Linked DNA regions of Rattus norvegicus: region 1 is linked to region 2. Evidence: chromatin contacts called from public Hi-C data. All regions are on one chromosome and are shown on one strand. Each heading gives the region's core, a stretch centred on a gene start, on an enhancer-like site or on the middle of the called end of the contact. The rest is flanking DNA. Distances are from core to core; before and after follow the strand shown.

What was found. Hi-C and Micro-C count contacts between places; a contact is called where the count stands out from the background.
Region 1: a contact with region 2 is called in a Hi-C map of liver, with 1.8 times the contacts expected there. The contact joins the enhancer-like site here to the promoter of Slc25a13 in region 2. A contact is called at or near these places in 3 of 12 Hi-C or Micro-C datasets (kidney and liver).

What each region holds. Positions count from the first base shown.
Region 1 is chr4:35,395,258-35,397,957 of GRCr8, reverse strand. All of the region lies in intron 2 of LOC102554854 (a long non-coding RNA gene), which reads right to left. Among named protein-coding and RNA genes, the nearest start is that of Slc25a13, 68 kb to the right of the region's middle. Within about 2 kb of position 1,422, at least 4 of the 93 cell types and tissues checked have an H3K27ac peak or open chromatin away from gene starts, as enhancers often do. A contact at or near this core is called in liver, where this site is marked.
Region 2 is chr4:35,326,937-35,329,636 of GRCr8, reverse strand. Slc25a13 (solute carrier family 25 member 13) reads left to right here and starts at 1,277. Exons shown (of 18, transcript NM_001419627.1): 1 at 1,277-1,398. The coding sequence starts at 1,384.

The DNA.
Region 1 (2,700 bases), core at 173-2,672, 68 kb before region 2:
CTTTTCTGGATTGGATCTGATTGTATTAATCAACTCAGAAGCAGCAGCAATGGAAAAGCTTAGCGTTGAAGGCTCTGAGGGGAAGGGCTTTACATTGTGCATAGGAAGAAAACAAGACAGCAAATGTGAACTGTAGTTGTTCCCCACAACAGAAAATCACTCTGCTGAGATGTTTGTCAGAGATGACAAGCATGTGTCATTGGTTTCATTGTTGATTTGTCTGTTTGTTTTAGTACGTACTGTATATAAAATTTCTGAGTTCTGTGCTGTGGCAAGGAAGCATTTTGACGAGGAGAGGAGAGGAGCCCTGTCTCTAGCAAGTGCAGGGCTTCACACCCTTCTGGAACTTTACAGCTGACAAACTTCCCATATGTTACTGTTGCAGCATCTCAGTGACCGGGGTAGGAGCAGGGATAATGTTCTGTTTTTATGGTAATGAAAAAGACCCATCACCAGAAAATCCTAGCTCGCATGGACACATTCCCATCCCTAGTCCAACCCTGCCAACTCTCAGCTGGAAATGAGGATCTTCACCAAGTGGTCCTTTACTTGGTGCATGTTCTGCAGTTTCCAGCTGTACTTTACTTTCATGAGTTTTATTAAAAAGACCTCCCAGGTAGCTGTCAGATGGGAGCTTCCCACACTGTTGCCTGGCAGTGGCCTTCCCTAGGTGCCCATATTTCCTCTCTTCGCTCTGCCAAAGTCTACATTCCTTTCCCTGTTCCCATACACGGTCTGACCCCAGGCCAAGGTGGCATCTTTCTCGGTCCCTCTGAGGTCAAAGCTGGTGCTGCCCTGTAGATTCTTTGGTAGTGGGCATCTGGGGACAACTGTGCCTGAGCCATCCAGCAGGAGCCCCCTACACCTTACTCCATAATGGTCCAGTGTTCCTCTGCTCACTGGGAAAAGACCCACCCGACCCTGCGTGGGCGGCCCAGACCTTCCCACCGAGTGTGTGAATTGGGGCCCTTAACCAAAACAGGATGGCGGTTACATGTTGGAGATAATTGACCACCATTTTACACACACACACACACACACACACACACACACACACACACACACTGTGTGTGTGCTTCATTCAGTCAAAGGTGTCAGGATCCCATCTAAAGGTTGTTGTTTGGATTCTAGAACCAGAAAATGTGAATGTTACTTTGTATTTTCTTTTTTTTTACTATATTGCTATTAAAAGACATGAGGGGTGAGCCCAATTGTAAAAAAAGAGAGAGAGAGAGAGAGAGAGAGAGAGAGAGAGAGAGAGAGAGAGAGAGAGAGAGAGAGAGAGAGATTTGCATCTAATTAAAGAAGAAAGAAAGAAAAACTCTTTACCAAATGTCTGGAGTCCTTATGGAAACCTGTGAACCACAGTGAGGAAGGACGACCTTACCAGATGGGCAAGGCTAGAGTACAACAGCGCCGTCTACTGGACAAATCCTTAGCTCACTGGCTACATTCCATCCAATGGCAGTGAGGAAAACATGGCTGACACTGGACCAAGGAGCAGGAAGAAAGCCTTGGAGGACTGACCCTTTCCAAATACAGAACATCCGGTGAGAAACAACAGCTATTGGCCATCGTTTCCAGAAGTACAGACTACAGGGTTGCTTTGATAAAAGAAATACTCCCCCCAACAACCCAACCACTTTAACCTGTCTACTGTCAGATCTTTGAAGCTGCCCCTCTGCATTTACTGAACACCTCCTCGCCTCGCCACCCATGCACTCATTCCTTTATTCATTTGCTCAGCAGCAAGCCCTGTGCACAGCATGTTGGTGAGGCTAAGCGAGACCGGGATTAGTCACTGGTTGGGCTTCTAAAACTGAGTCTAGTCTGGAACCTGATTCCTAGCCTTCAGCAACTTCCTTTTGTTGCTAATTTTTCCTCTCCGGTTCTCTGTGCTCTGCTCAAAGGTAAGCAGGGTGTTAGGCTGTGTAAAAGAACCAGGCTACATATTAACTTCATATTGGATTTCTTCTCCCATGTAAACTCAAATCCTTGAAATCTTAAAACTGCTATTCAAGAACCATTCTAGCCAAGCAGGAATAGCCGTGCATGCTTGTAACTCCAGCCCATAGAAGACAGGACTGAAGCTGAAGAATTGTGAACTACAGGCCAGCCTGAGGTGTGTCACAAGACTATGTCAAAACAAGCAACAGTAGCAAAAAAAAGCAAAGAATGATTCAAATACCAAAATCTTTTAGTGCTTTCCAAATGGCTAAGTGGGGGACAAAAGAAAATGTGTCCTTCCCCCCAGCCATCAAAGTCAACAGCTGCAGTTCTAAATGACCAACAGGGTAGAGAACAAAGAAAGCTTGACTTTCATTAGGCATCAGTATTTCATGTTAACATACAATTTTAAAATTCCCATTACTGAGGTGGGGAGATGGTGCGACAAGTAAAATGCTCACACAAAAGCATGAAGAGCTGAGTTTGGATGCCCAGAATCCATGGAAAATGAAGTGTGGCACTGCTCATTTGTAATGTTCGTGCTCCTGGGTGAGACAGGAGACAGAGACAGGAGAATGCCCAGAAATTCACAAGCAACTAGCCCAGCATGCAGAGCAACAAACAAACAAGAGAGCATGCCTCAAACACCATGAAAGGTGGGAACCAGTGCTAGACACTGTCCTCGGACCTCCAGAGGCACGGACACTCACACACACGTACAGGTACACGCACTGTAAATACACATACACATCA
Region 2 (2,700 bases), core at 28-2,527:
GATGGTCCCCTGAGTACTATATCTTCCTGAGAGAGGAAAGCTACCTTGTCACATGACAGAAGACAATGAGAGTAAGCTTATTACTATGAGTCCCTTTCTTTTCTTTCTTTTTTCGACATGCTTCCTAAATCTATACAGATTAGGGTGGCCTGGAACCCTTGATCTACCTGCTCTCACTTTCCTGGTACTGGGAACGTAAGGGTTACAAGCCCCTCTTTACGAAGGCATTTGCATACTTTAGGGCAGAGCCCTTAGGACTTGATTATATTACACTCCTGATTTAGTTTCTAACTTGTGAACCTGGGATACAATCTGGTAAGTGAGTGGAACTCCAGCTACACTGGAATTTACATATGCTGCCTCTAGCCTTTAAAAGCCCCCAGGTGGTTTCAGTTCTTCTGCAGGGTACCCAGAATCTCCACAACACAGATCTTTCCTGTCACCTAGACTTCCTCCAGCAGTTCCCTACATTTAGGTTGCCTTCTCTGACCAAACCCTTGGGTTCCCCAGGGTCTCCTGTCTCCTCTCATTCTGTATGGCTGGGGCATCTCTTGTTATCTATGCATTGGACTGACATTCTTACCTTAGGAATATTCTCTAAGATCTTTTCCTGTTTTTATTGTTCTTATGGTGTCCTGGGAACAAACTATAGCCTGTAAGTTTTATTAAGGTTTGTCACCTCTTTAAGGCCTTGACCTCTTTGATCCTTATATAGAGTTCTGTACCATATTCAAGAATTTATCACTACAAAGTAGGTGAGATACCTGTTTGTTATCTTCACTTCTATTAGTGAATACTTTAGGGATTCATGATGGCATTAAAGTGGGGTCCATCTTGAAGCAAAAACCAAGGTGAACCTGGCAAGAACCTTTTCCAACTAGGTATGCATGTGTGAGAGTATGTGTGTTAACTTTCAGGTGTTGTGTGTTAACCACTCTAACTTGGCTATCTCATGGGCACAGGCCTAGCCAGCCCTTGGCCCCAGAAGCAGCTTTCCTCAGCAGGTCACCAGTCTTCTGTACAGTGGCTTGCATTTCTCCCTGGGCCCGGGGTATCCACAACAATGGCTACTAAAGCTGGACAGCACAGTTTGTGTCACATGTCCTGGTCCCTCAGTAGTTCCCATACTGAGGCCCTCCCTGGCTACAGGGCAGAGGCCTTCAGATCACGCGCGCCCGGGAGGCCCTGCCCTGGCCCAGCCAATGGGCTGACGGCTCCCGCATGACCCGCGCCAGGAGGGCGTGGGGAGGCAGGCCAGGCGCGCATGCTGCCGGGCAGAATCACCGCCCCCACCTCTGCCTGGACGGGAAGTGAGTCGCCGGGGTCCCTAGTGCAATCCAACCAGACAGCAGGTCTCAAAGCTGCCTGTACCCCGGCCGAAGCATGGCGGCCGCCAAGGTAAGAACGGCGGGCCGGGGCGAATCTGGAGCCCAGAGGGGTCCAGCCGGTGTAGTAGATGTGGGGTTCCACCTTGCAGCTGCGGGGTGGAGGGCACAGGGGACTGCACTTGTGGCCGCGTGGGTACCGCGGCCGGATCTTGCTACGGAAACTTTGCTAGCAGGGCACTCCCACTTGGCCCGGTCCGGAGCGGTGTCTCGCGGGACTGAGCCCTTGCCAGCAAGAAGGAGCGCGCGAATGGGGCCAGGTAGCCTGGGACCGGTTAGAGCCCAGAGACACACAAACCCTTTTGCTACTTCGGGGTTCTCCTGCTTCTGACCCGACTGTTGTTGACCTGGGTTTCTCCTTCCAGGGGCCCCAACTGGGGCTGAAGCCTGATCCTATTACGTTTCAAGGGTTCCGCCCTCCGGTTGGTAGGGAAGTCACCTTGACTTCCGTTTTGGAAACTGGGAAACTTGGCCTGCGCCTGTGCATAGCTAGCCCTGGACCCTTCCCCACCCCCATCTCCCCTCTCCTATCCTTACCTTCCCTCTCTCCATCTGACAACACTTTACAAGCCAGCCTCCGAGCCTCAGAGAGGCTTCTTTTTGAAAATGACAAAACAGATTGTCCTGGGAGCTTGTCTCTCCTGTGAAGTTCTACTTAAAAGGAATTCTGTGTAATGTGAATCGTTCACGAACCCAGGGAGAAGGCAGCTCTGACAGGTTGACCTTTCCTCTTTCACCGGTGCATCAAACCTGCACACCATTTCAGCCTCTCTGGACTGCATTTCAACTTTGCTGGCAGAATACCATATTCAGTCCCAATCACTCGAGTCATTGGAATTTATTGCTTTTAATTTTAAGTTCACGAAGGCAGCCCTTTAATCAAGCCTATACAACTTCTTAGATCATTTTAAGTGCAGTGAACTTAAATATACCCAACATTTCCAACATTTGTCCTTAATCAAAACTCTGTGATAACCCTGGAGAGGAAAACATGGCCAACACATCATTTCTTATTTATTCAGGCAAACTAATCACATTTGCAATGGAAATTGTACGCAGACAAATATATTTAAATACTGTTCTGTGACTAGAGTCTCTCCAGGCTCCCCAAATCCGCTGTTTTCTTGTTCCTAGACTGGGTGCCTGAAGTGGCCTTTCTCTGTAACTACTTGGAGTGTCACCCTCAGGATGAGAACTGGGTGTATTTGAGTCTGTGTCTGTGGATCAACACTTGCATTTTTCTCTGAAGCTTCTTTAGCTCTTTCAAGCCAATAGTATTTTTCTTTGCATTAACTTTGCCTGGTATTAGGAAACA